Linked DNA regions of Capsicum annuum: region 1 is linked to region 2. The links are chromatin contacts, called in public Hi-C maps. All regions are on one chromosome and are shown on one strand. Each heading gives the region's core, a stretch centred on a gene start, on an enhancer-like site or on the middle of the called end of the contact. The rest is flanking DNA. Distances are from core to core; before and after follow the strand shown. Region 1 holds the start of LOC107842771. Region 2 holds the start of LOC107842773 (sulfoquinovosyl transferase SQD2).

Region 1 (6,890 bases), core at 4,296-6,795, 360 kb after region 2:
TTTTCAGTAATAGCAAAAAATTCAAATGGGCAGTTGAAGTACATGTTGTGAGTCAAAAAAAAGATATCAAGTTCAAAAAAAATGAATGTAGGAGGTCGAGGGCAACTTGCAAGATTCCAAGCTGTGAATGGTTTATATTTGCATCAAAGGCTAATCAAGATGAACCTTTCATGATCAAGGCAATAGGCCCTAACCATTCATGTGGCAATCAAAGGGATGACAAAACTATTGACTCTGGATTTTTAGCTAAGAAATACATAGAAAAGTTTAGAATTAATCCAACTTGGGGTGTGAAAGAATTTAAAGCTTACGTGATGAGGGCTTATAATTGTACAATTACTCGAAATCAAGCTTATATGGCAAAGAGGAAGGCATTAGATCTAATTACTGGGACTAGAGAAGAGCAATATGATATGTTGTGGAATTACAATGCAGAGCTAAGGAGGAGTAATCCAGGGGCAACATGTATTTTGAAGTTGGACGAAAATCCAAAAATAATGGTCAATGGTAGAAAAAGATTTTTAAGACTCTATGTGTGTTTTGCAGCTTATGAACAGGGGTTTTTAGCTAGATGTCGACCTATAATAGGAGTTGATGAATGTCATTTAAAAGGGAACCAAAAAGGGGGCCAGCTATTGACAGCAATAGGAATTGCTGAAAATGATATGTATCCGATTGCATTCGCAATAGTGGAAGGTGAATTGAAGAAAACATGGAGTTGGTTCCTTACACTTCTTGATGAGGACTTGGGCATCTCACAAAATCCTTTTGCATGCACTTTAATTTCAGATAAGCAAAAAGGTTTAATTCCAGCATTTGATGAGACAATGCCAAATGTTGCACACAGATTTTGTGTGAGACATCAGCACAGTAATTTTAAGACTGAAGGTTTTGGGGGACAAACATTGAAAAATGCCCTATGGACAGCTGCCAGGGCAACTACAGAACCTGAATTCTCCAAGCGTATGAAATAAATGGAAAAAATAGACCCAAAATCCCCAGAATAGTTCATTAATAAACCTCCGACAAGGGCTTTTTTTCTTTTCCTTTTTAAAGTGTGATTTGTTATTAAACAATTTATGTGAATCATTCAATAATGTACTTCTGCATGTAAGAGACAAACATATTTGGATAATGATTGAATCAATTAGGATGTACATGATGTCCATACTTTAAGAGAACAGAGACAAGATGATGCAGTATTGCCGGAGAAACTGTCGAAGGACCATAGTGAAGCTAGAGAAAAATAAGGCCAAAGCTGCTAAATGTATTATCACTAAATCTAATCAATTTCACTATCAAATTGAGGACATCTATCTTAGGCTATTCTCTATTGGTCTTAAGGAGAAAATTTGTAAATTTGTTCTTGTAGGAGATGGGAACTGACAGAAATTCCTTGTAATCATGCTATTGCAACGATATGGGTTAAGAAGGATGATACTGAAATGTATGTTCATGAATGCTACACAGTTAAGCAGTACTTGAAGAGTTATGATCCATCAATCTTGCCAATTATTAGCATTAATCAATGGCCTAAGACAGGGCTAGAACCACCACTACCACCCATATACAAAGCACAATCAGGTAGACCAAAAAAATTAAGGACGAAAGGTATTGATGAGACAACTCAAAAAGAATCAGATTCTGATAAGCTTACCTTGTTAGAAGCATCAGAAAGAATAGAAAAAAGAAGTGTGGATCATATGGAACTTTAGGACATAATAGTAGAAAGTGTCCTATTCTTATGGCAAGAAACTACTCTGAAGCTCAACATCAATAGATCCATCAGCAAGGCGAAAAGGAAGGTCCTTCGGCACCTAGTAATGCTACACCTAGTAATGCTACAGAAGTAAGTGGTTATATAGTTTGATTTTCTTCATCAAGGGTAATAATTCTAAAATGTTATTTTATTGCACGTTTCAAACACTAGTACTGAGAATGTGGCATCAATGCAATCCAGTTCCTTATTTGTGACAAAAATTGCAATTACTTTTCTCTTTTTACTCATGTTGTCTGTATTGGACCTTAACTAACTTATTCTCTTCTGTATATTGTAGTTCAATCAATTTAATGAGACAATGATACCTCAAGAACAATTGAGAAGTTATGCATTTATTTTAAAAGAAATTGGTGAGCATGCTAGAGAAGATACAAGGCCACTCATCATTGGAAAAATGGGAAAACAGTACGTCCCATTATAAAGATTACAAGAAGCACTTTCTCAAAATAGCAAAAGAGTAAGCAGTGATCCAAGGGATAAGAAGAAAGTTATCCTTTAAATAAAGAGAGAAAATCGATGGCATTATGCACGTGAGTTTATATCTGGTTCTTTCTTGATGACTTTAAGGTTTATTATGCTCTAGTGTATGTGAATTGATTGTGTTTTTCCTTTTAAAATTCAATGCAACTTACACAATTATCTTTTATTCGATCCTATTTCTATATTAGTTTACTGATTAATCGAGTAATTAATTTAATTTTTTAATAAGTATCTAAGCAATTTAACTTTAAACTCAAGCCGAATATCCAAAAACATCAATTTAAAGTTAATTAAAGTACATACTTGCATCAGGCTGAAGTGTCTTTGCATCAACAGAACCCGCCAGAATATCGGTAACACCTGTCATTTGGAATTACATGTATGCATTGAAATAGTATGGTGCAAACATAACAACCGAATCACCAGCACCACAAAGTGCGAAAACAACATTTATGAAAGACTGGAATTAAATCATTAAGATTCCATTAGAGATTTCTAAGCAATAGAAAACAGCTAGCCCGTTAGTCCCTAACAAAGAACATGACATTTACACAAATTAATCTACCGCTACATGTAGCATCTCTATTACACTATAAATGGATATTTATCGTCACTCTACTATCTTCGTTCAGCTCAAGACTGCATCTGAATTTGTTTATTGTAGTAAATAGTGATTTTAATTTGGAGCATTATCGAGGACACCATCCTCCTATTAACTGCTCTTGGCAGGTTTGGAGTGATCTGTTTGTACTCATACTTTGTGAGCCCTTTGACCATCATTTACTCAGTCATGGAAAGTCTAGCCAATTAAATTTTAAATTAGAACCCGAAATAATCATAAGTTTCATTTTTCAGACAAAAAGGAAAAAAACAGACAAGAAGGTTGAAACAATAACAGAAGTTCATTTTATGTATGTGAGAATAATGAAAAACAGATGCTAGGTATTCCTTTTGACTGGATGCTACAACTTTTTATATGTGAATGGGTTTGTTTTTGTAAGTTTCAATAGCAAAAGCCTAAGAAGAAAGACATCTACACCTCTTTAAGCTTTGCAGAGAGAGAAAAATACTAGCTCTGTCTGCGACTGACTCCCATACTTCAAGTTTATCAAAACTTACACTGTCTTCATATCCTCATCTCAACAGTTTTGAAGAAACGTCTTATGCAATCTATTATCAAATCTCAAGGATAAATTTTTTTGACATGAACGCATACATACTTCTTAATCCTTACAATACTGCAGTGCAAAAATGTTGAAGCACGTTTCTGAATAGATCTTTGGTTCTCACCCTTTTTGTTCCTTTCATTTAAAAGATTTCTCCAATTTCATTTTACAAAAGAGAAAGGGTTGTTCCTATTGCAAGATTGTCATCTCATGAAAGCCACAGCACACAACAATGCAGTAATAATATGCAAAAACTAAACGAGGTTTTATATGAAATAGAGAAAGTTTGACTTTTGATCAGCTTCTTTTCTTATGAAGAAATTTTTTTCTGATGAAGATCAAGTTGTAGCATGGAGCAAAATAAGCCCACAACAGAAGAATAATCATAGGTGGGTGCAAACAGAAGAAAATAAAATCCACATCTCGAAAGTCAAAAGCACATCATAATTTACATAGAAGCTAAAATTTCACAGGTGAGGCAATTCTATTTTTATTTCATAAGTCTTCCATAGCGTTTATCAGGAAAATCATTGTACGGAAGCTAGCATTTTGTTGACTGCATAAACTTTAACAAGTCCTCACCGAAAAAAGAGAGACATTAAAAAAAATAAGGAAAAACCTTCACTCACAACCATCACTTGCTGTTTTGGAGATAAAATCTCTTAGTATTATAACAATGTAGACAGTAGAAACTTGCACTTTCTTTGAGGATCCCTACCACAATAAATAAATGGAAAAGAAAAAAAGAAGAATCGGATAAAAGCTTAGGAAAAATGGGAAGGGGAACCGAATAACAGCTTAGGAAGGTGAAGTAAATATGCACCCCAAATACTGGTCATATGTCAAAGCAAACGAATCATGTATAGAGGTGGTGTAGCATCAATTCAATCCACTCTAACTCAAGCAAGCAATTCACCAAAATGCGGTTCCAACCTACACCACCCAACCTTTATCTAGAAAAATTGAACGAAAAGCGAGAAAAAAAGTTGTCTGCTACTAATAAGGGCAGGTAAGAAAGGAGATGAGGTGACCGGCACCTATACCCTCAAATGACTAAATAGTAAAAAAGTAACATTTTACCTGATTTTCACCGGAAGTAACCATCACTAAGGATTTATGTAGGTTCAATAAAATTCTTTCTCTTTCACTCATTTTCACCTGTAGATTGTGTTGTTAACATCACAATGCTCTACTATTAAATCGTTGGGCCTGTGTCTATTTCTGATAACCACCATCATAATCATGAGATTAAACTCCAAACAACACAATAATGATGAAAGTTAAGCAACGCATAACTAAGAATTTCTACTAGAACCGAATTTTTTCGCGATAATTAGAAGCCTAAAATAAGGATGAACAAACTCAGGACCAACATACACCAACTAACAATGTACAAGAAAGAATGGGTTAAGAAATTTTACTTTTCACTAATTGAAAGAACAATGAAAACTGTGGTGAAAACAACATACCACAGCCAGAGCAGTTCCCATCTTTTTATTTGAAAAATCAAAATGGAATCAAGGCATTCTCATTTTTTTATTTGCACAAAAATTAAAATGGAATCAAGGTAATCTCAGCAACCAATACCCCACCCTACCAACAAAAACAACCTCGACGACAATAGTTAGAACAAGATCTATGAAAATATGTTTTCCGAAGTAGTTCAATGTCTTTACATCTAGATGTAAAGCTCCAGTCTACACATGAGATACCATTGTAGAGTTGAGCTACTAAACTTGAGCTACCATGCAAGAAAAAGTTTCAGATATGCAAATCAAATAAAACACCAAATTGAGAATTTAATAAAAAAGACAGATAAAAAATTTCAAAAATAAAAATACATTTACGAGGTCTGTAAGAAAAAAGATCGAAGAGGAATACAAGTAACTTAGACCCTAGGTCGAACTGAAAAAAATGGAGAAAGAAAATCCGATTTGACATAATTGAAGCAAAAATCATTCTATCGTAAGCTCCTCCACGAATTTCCTCTTTGAATTTCATCAATTTTGATTTCAGTTATGCATTTGATTGAAAAAAGGGAAAATCAACAGATTAACAGAAAGTTGAGTTGGAGAGAGAAAATAACACACTGTCCAAGTAAAGATGATAGAAATGAAGCCTTCTTGTTAGTTGTGATGTAAAAGAAAAAACATTTCTTTACACGTGAAGGATAAAACAAAATTTTATTGTTAATAATAGTAATATTGTGTAATACCATAAATGCCCTTAACTGTATTGAAAGATCCGTTAAAATTGCAAACTACTGTTACTTAAAGGATTAAAACTGCTTACTTTAATTAATTAAAGGTTAAATGAGAAAAGTTAAAAATCCCAGGAATTAAAATCATAATAAGGCCCTAACACAGGGGCTAAAATAATTTTTTTTCTTATTAATTATTTAATAGGTTATGATAATAAAAAAAATTGTGGGAGTAATGAAAATAATGATTGTTAAGTTTCACATTATAGAAATTTCAAAAAAAAAAAAGAGAACTCAAATTTTCTAACGTTGCATATTTAATATAATTAAGAGAGTTAAAAGAGTTTTTTTCTTTTTTGAACTTTTGTTTAATATAGAACATAAATGAAAACAAATAGAGAAAAGATCAAAAAAATTGTATTTTTTAACCAATGAAAGATGTCACATCATTATTTTCTATTCCAAATATATATATTAATATTGACACTCTTTGTCTTCTTCATTTATTTATTTTTTTACATTTTGACATTTCTTAATAAAAATTTTGACTCTGTCATTATCTCACATACATATATTTAATGAACAAATAAAAAATTGGTGAAATACACTCTTTCAGACATAAGATGAAACTACAAAACTAAAACAAATAAGAAAGAATAGCCCAAAAGCAAAAACTTATTTTCGAATATCACAATTGTAGAAAATCAAACGTGAAGTAGAACATGCATATAATCACATAGAATTATAATTGTTCAAAGTGATAAAAAGTAAATGGAAATTTTCATAAAAAGTAAATAAAAACTTGTATCAAAGAAATAAACACAAATTATCTCATTTTTAATTTGTTGCTTAAATTGTCTTCTTCAAATCCTTCATAATGTCTTCTGAACAATTCAAATCAAGATACATGCTCAAAAAGAACAATTATTTTTTTTTTATTATAAGATTCAATAGACTAAAAAGAAGTAAAATTGTGGGAGAGTTAAAACTTGATCTTGAAATATATACTCAATATTATTAATACATGTTGAACCTTGGAACCTGAAAAGACTAAAATGCAATCGAAAAGGCACGTAGGCAGCTTAATGATTCATTATCTCAATTCAATTCTTGAAACTCTAATGACCAACTATAATGTAAATATTCTTTCAACTTTAATGACCCACTATAATTAGTTTTTGACAATTTTAGTTAATAAAAAAAAGACTTAAAAAGATCACAGTATGGATGGTGATTTTAAAAGCATGTCATATCATTATTTTTA
Region 2 (6,603 bases), core at 3,063-5,562:
AATCATCATAACTCACCTGTATGGCCCATCTCCAATAAAAGCTATCCGAGCATCTGGAAGTCTATCCATAACCCTGTTTCAAAACCATTCTCCAATGTCATGTGAAAGTTATCGGCATTTTCATATTAACTTGACAAGCACATAATTTGCTTGATACAATATGTTAAAATTGCAAGTACATTTTCCCCCATATCAATGAAGGAAGACTATTTTGTAAAATGCTGGCCTGAGTTGAATTTAGATTGAGAACATGAATAGTGAGGATTCACATAGACCATTGTTTGAGACTGAAGCGTAATTATCGTTGTTGTATATTAACGAAGGAAGAGTTGTACCTTTTGAGGAAATCCAGACTCTTCTCAACTCCAATTCGTCCAACATGGACTATCAATGGTTTATCTGGTTCTCCATTACTTATTGTGAGTAATAGCAGGAGCAAAGGAGAAAGAATTATCAGCACAAACTAAAGATTGCTTCATACTGTATCAAATTTTAAGCTGAGAGGTCCTACCTTAGCCTTACTCGCATTTCACGAGACCGATACTGGGGGTGGAAGCTCTCTGAATCAACACCCTTATTCCACAAACGTATTTTGTTTGCTGGGAACAAAAGAAAAAGAAAAGCAAAGAGTGACCAACTTTTAGGAGAATGCTTTCATGGCAAACCATCTGAATCCAGCCAAAAACTGCTCTGATAGAACAGAGAAGATGTATATTTTCTTTTTTCTTTCTCCGGTCACTAATTACTAAAATCATCATTGGAGAGCAATTGACTAGTTCAAGTTTCTGCCTATTACCTGATGCTACCTTATAAGCTTCCAGATCCTTTGCGATAGCAGCAGATGGCACCAGTGTAAGATCAGCAGCTCTATGTAGAAACTCTGGGTGAGCAGTAAATGCATCTTAATTAGTATCAAGAAGGGGAGAAGAGAACAGACAATTGATAAGATATTGTAACTGACATACTTATAACCATCCACATTGGTTGAACTAGCCAACTAAAGGTGTATCTTGGTATGTACCTGAAGAACAGAATGAGGATCAGATCACTTATCCAGAGAAAGAAAAGAAACATAAATAGGATCAAAGTAAAGTCCTCCAGTGATATAGTGTAGATAATTCTAGAAGCTTCAGAGATTTATTGCTAAGTATTCCTCATCGTCAGATAGAACTTATGTTTCAGGGTTAATGTTGTATATTTAAGATATCAAATTTTCCAACATGGATTTGAGCTAAGAACCAGAAGGAAGGAGCAAACTTACACTGGCACATGTGTGTGATAAGACATTACAATTGGCACGGACAGAAGTTTTGCCATGATAAGAGCACCAAATACCTAAAAACAAGGAAAAAAAGTTATATAAGACAGGAAGCTGGAAAACATTAATTCCCTTCAGTTTTTCAATAGCAACAATGATATCATAACTGAAAGAAGGAAAAGAACTGAAATCTTACCATTATACCAGGAGATGATGCATGTATGATATCGGGCTTGAACTTTGCTACCTCTGAGATTATTCTAGGGCTGAGAGCAAGTGAGAGGGGTACTTTCCGGTACCAGGGGCAGGGAAAACTGCAAGAAAGGATATACTTCAGAAAGAAGCTTTCTTAGGAGACGGGAAAAGCTCCGTATATTGACAATTTTTCATAATCATGGAGTCCTTAACCTCAACTCTTTGAAGGTAACGTAGGAAAAATGAGTGAGTTAATTATTCAAACAAGGAAAGCAAAAAATATTTAAGGTAACAGTTGCAACCTCCGTGATCCTATCAATTTTGCCCCATAAAATTCTTCGGGTACTCCTTCATGTGTTGTCACAACCATAACCTGCGTGACAAATGCACAAAGATCTGTTCAGCAGTTGATCGTCAAGTGTAGATCTTCTATTCTTATGCCATAAATACTACTCCACTTAATAGACTACAAGAACTATGCCTACGAGTATATTTATATCAAAGGATACCTCTGAGCTAAATTACTTTTAGAATAACCATTGGCTGAAAATGTGCAGAAAAAGCATATCAAGTTGCTTGACATTGGTTTAGGTGAAAGAAAATAGAAAAGACCAACGGATATTAAATTTTTTATTGATATAATATCATAAAATATTCATTGGATTTAATAATATGAACATGGAAATATCCCAAGTAGATAGTTACGCTATAGCATGTCATTCAGGCCCCCTACCGAAAGAACACCAACAGACATCATAAACTAACATCATCATTGTTAAACATAGAATATACCTCATCCCCCATTTCCCGGAGATACTTTATAAAATTCTGGAACCTGTTCTTATATCCAGAAACATACCTGTATTACACAAAAGGGAAACAGTGGTTTTCATCAATAATAAGACAATTGAAGAACAAACATAGTGGGAGTAAGAAGTGATTGAAGTCATGCATAAATCTTGATCATGGAAGTAGAGAATTCAGTATGAATTTAATTTTCTAAGACTATAATCTATCTTGTCTAAAATCACATTTGCAATGTCAATGTAAATAGAAAGGTAATATTCTAATTTCTAGAGAAGACACTAGAGACTCTAGGAGAAAGGATCTTCCCACCCAACCCTCACCTAAAAGTAAAAGACAAACCAAAGGATGAAAGAAGTATCACTTATATTCAAGGTTGAAGGTTATCTATTTTAAACAAAATGCCTTTACAGAATATGACGTTTGATATTTTGCAAATCTTGTGAGGATCCCTCTTAAGTTGAGTAAGCTTGAGGAACCATGCAAGACCAGTGAAGAGCCAAAATGTGGCGAAAAGCAATTAGCTTCAAGTAAAGAAGCAGTAATGAGCACTATAAAAGTGAGAAAGAAGTTTCTGTCCATAGGAAGAAATGAGAAAGAAGATACTGCATTATCAACTTATGCTCAATGCCATTCAAGTAAAATAAAAACATTTCTTTGTACTTCTAAATAGAAGTTACATAGAACTTTGCATATGATTCATCAAACACCAAATTGCATTGTAATATTGATATTTGACAACACATTATGACAATCAACTTAGTTAAAGTAACATAGGATCTCTGGCAGGATTCCGATACATGACAATATGTTGCAAGGGAAAAAAAAGACACACAAAGCAAGAAGAGTCGACTGCAAAATGCAAAGCAGAGTAATGGCATTTCCCTATAATGCAACTCAGATGGTTAGTAATCCACTCTTAAACAGTAATGTCTGTCAGCACACATGAATAAAAAATATTTCTTGCAATAAATGCTTTCATCGAAGAAACATATGGTCAGTATGTATGACTACACTTCTACATAAAAGCATAATAATGAAATAATAACAAGGCATGATACATAAACAGGCACTCGAACTTGGCATCAGTTGACATCCAGACACTAACTCATCTCCAGTTTGCCAATTAAACACTCCAACTTAAAAAATGATCATCATAACACCTCCAAAATTTATGTGCCACGTCAGTATTGGGTGCCCACAAGACACAATGGGGACGAGTCAAAGCATTTAGTTGCCAGTTGAGACCAAGTTGAAGTGTCTAGATGTACACTGTCAACGTTAGAATTCATATATTCCAGTTGAGGCCAAGTTTGAGCGTCTGTTTATGTACTATGCCCAATAAAAATATAACCCTAACACCACACATCCAAAAGTTTCTTTAACTCATAATCATACAACCTCATAAAGATTTCATAATAAATGGATCTAGTGGATCACATAAACTAAAGTCAACATATCAAACGTAAACAATCAAGAAACCAAAATTTAGCAAGCAAAAGCAACCAACTTTCCCAACTTTTAATTAACAATTATACAAAGTGAATCTTCGACAAAAAAAAAAAAAGGAAATCAAGAATGGTCTATAATTAATTTAATGAGTAATTAATACTCACGCAAAAGGTGAAGGTTCAACAAAGAGAGCAATACGCCTAGGCTCTTTCATCTCAGATTCAAGTAAAAGTGGAGGATTCTCATCATCTTCTTCATCTCTGTACTCAGTAATTGTCATATTACTACTAATTCTCTGGAAAGGGTTTGTTTTAAAGTTGCTTTTATACTGTAAGAAGGTGATCTTTGTGGAAATTAAACTAATGGGGTAGGTTCTTGAAGTTGAAACTTTATAAAAACTAGAGGTGAAAAAAGAATAAGAATAAGAGGAAAATGAAGGTAAGGAATCACAAGGTGTAAAGTTAGAAGAATTTATAAAGTGAGAAGAAAGATTGGACATGTTAAGAGTTTGTCTAAATGAGGTTATAATATGTATCTGCGGGGTTGGGTTGGGGGGAGGGGGATTGTATTTGAATTAGTGCTTGCATAATAAAAACACTATGCCACGAAAAAATACATCTTTTTGCTTAATTAAAAGTATCGGTTTTAAGTCTTGAGTATAAAAAAGAAATTCTTAGTTAGAAGTGTGATTTCTAATGAGTCGTGTTTAATGTAAATTTGAATTAATCGAATTTTAATATAAATATTAAATATTTAAAATAAAAATAAAAAATTAAATGTGATGGACCATGAGAAGGAGACTCTAACATGAATATTCTTTTGCACCATATTTAAAAAAGAATCAATCTATGTCACTAATTTAAAAAGTTACAAAAATAGATTGTTTGTATAAAATAAGTGCATAATATTTTTTTTTTCATCTTAACACCGTTAAAATAGAATAATGCACTAAATAAGTGCACTATCCATTTTTATATGGATAGTGCACTATTCATTTTTTTTTATTAAATAAGTGCACTACTCATTTATTTTATGGACAGCGCACTAAAAAAGTACACTATAAATTATTTGATCTCATAAAATACGTAAAATTTCATCTCATAAAAAATTACAGCATTCATTGACATACAAATACATAACTTTTTACATTGTACGTTATGTTGCAATTTGATATTATAAAAAAAATTAAAATTTCATCTCATAATAAAATACTTAAAATTTCATCTCACAAAAGAAGTACAAGATATCAAAATAATGGATAGTGCACTTTTTTAATGCACTATCCATTTATTTTATGAATAGTGCACTAAAAAAATGCATTAAACTATAAAAAAAGGAGAATAATGCACAAAAGAAGTGCAATATATGAAAAATAATTAATAATGTACTCATTTAGTGCACTATTCTATTTTAACGGTATCAAAATAAAAAAAAATAATATTATATACTTATTTTGTGCAAACAGTTTATTTTTATAATTTTTTAAATTAGTGGCATATATTGGTTTTTTTAAAACATGATGACATATTTAAATTCCGCACTCGGAAATGTGGAATAATTGAAAACTATGAATAGCATATGCTTATTTAGAACCACAAATATGGGGCCTTCATTTTTTGGCAGCAACATGTTATTTTCTCCGTAGGGTCTATATTTATTTCTTATACTATAATGTTGAATCAAGTGAAACTGAATATCTGGCCTTAAATGGAAAATCTGTTTTCTGTCCATAGAGATTTGATTTTGTAATTTTTTATAAATTTTCTTTAATTCTATATTTTTTTTATAAGAGATATTCATGTTTACATCATATCTTTATTTTTATATATAAAATATTTAAAAAGTTTATTTTATTTTATTTAATTTGTAAGTTATCATAAGATATTATTTATTGTGCATAATTGTGTGCTTTTGAGTTTCAATATTTAAGATATTGACAGCATATGGTATATGCTATTTATGATTCTATGGAAAAATATACTGTAGGAGTATTGTTTAAAAAAATATGTATTAAATTTGTAAAAAGAAATATAAAATAAGAAAAAAATCATAATGGCTACAAAATCAATTGATTCCCACCTCAAAGTAAGAGTGTCAAACGAGCCGGGTTGATCCGGTCCACTTCCAAAAATCAACCCGATTTGACCTGGTCCGATCAGTCTACGGGCTGTAGGGTATCGGGTCTCGGGCCAATTTAATTTTTTTTTGGGTCCGGTTAATCCGGTCCGGACCAAAACTGATCCATGCTCGCCGGTTAATCGGCCCGGCCCAATTTCTATTTTTTTTTTTTCAGAATTTTGGACATTGGGCCCAAACTAGCCGTTGGCCTAACGACTATATTGCCGTTTTTGGGTCCAAACGGCTAGTTTGACCTTTATAATTATTTTTTTCTTTTTACATTTAAAATTATTTTTTAACCCCAAAAAAATTCTTATAAATACCCTACACTTTCAAATCATTTTTCACACAATTTTTCATTCTCTCTCAATTCTCAAATATTCAATGTAGAATATCCTTAACTTCTGCTCTTGATTGTGCTGTAAATAAAAATGATTATTTAACCATTACTTGTCACTGGTTAGATAGTAATTTTGTTATGCAAAAACGTATTCTTGCTTTTTTATATGATGAAGATCGTAAACATACTGGAGATTTTATTGCTGATTTGATTGCTAAAGTTGCAGAATTTTGCGGTATTGAAAATAAAATCTTATGTATTGCTTTTGATAATGCTTCTAACAACAAGACTACTATAACAAAGTTAAAATCTAAGCTATCTCTGCCGTTACTTGAAATTTTTCATGTTAAATGTGCTTGTCATATATATAATTTAATTGTAAGAGATGGTCTTGAGTTTTTTAAACTTTATATTGAAAAAATTCGACTTGTAGTTG

Evidence for each region. A called contact is a pair of places that touch in the nucleus more often than the background predicts.
Region 1: a contact with region 2 is called in a Hi-C map of leaf, with 4 times the contacts expected there. The contact joins the promoter of LOC107842771 here to the promoter of LOC107842773 in region 2. A contact is called at or near these places in 3 of 5 Hi-C or Micro-C datasets (bud and leaf).

What each region holds. Positions count from the first base shown.
Region 1 is chr9:58,769,787-58,776,676 of UCD10Xv1.1, forward strand. It overlaps LOC107842771, which reads right to left and starts at 5,546. Exons shown (of 2, transcript XR_007044827.1): 1 at 2,564-5,546.
Region 2 is chr9:58,415,546-58,422,148 of UCD10Xv1.1, forward strand. It overlaps LOC107842773 (sulfoquinovosyl transferase SQD2), which reads right to left and starts at 4,313. Exons shown (of 11, transcript XM_016686797.2): 1 at 3,874-4,313; 2 at 2,246-2,312; 3 at 1,756-1,826; 4 at 1,455-1,572; 5 at 1,262-1,335; 6 at 966-1,021; 7 at 797-880; 8 at 512-599; 9 at 336-413; 10 at 17-73. The coding sequence starts at 4,208.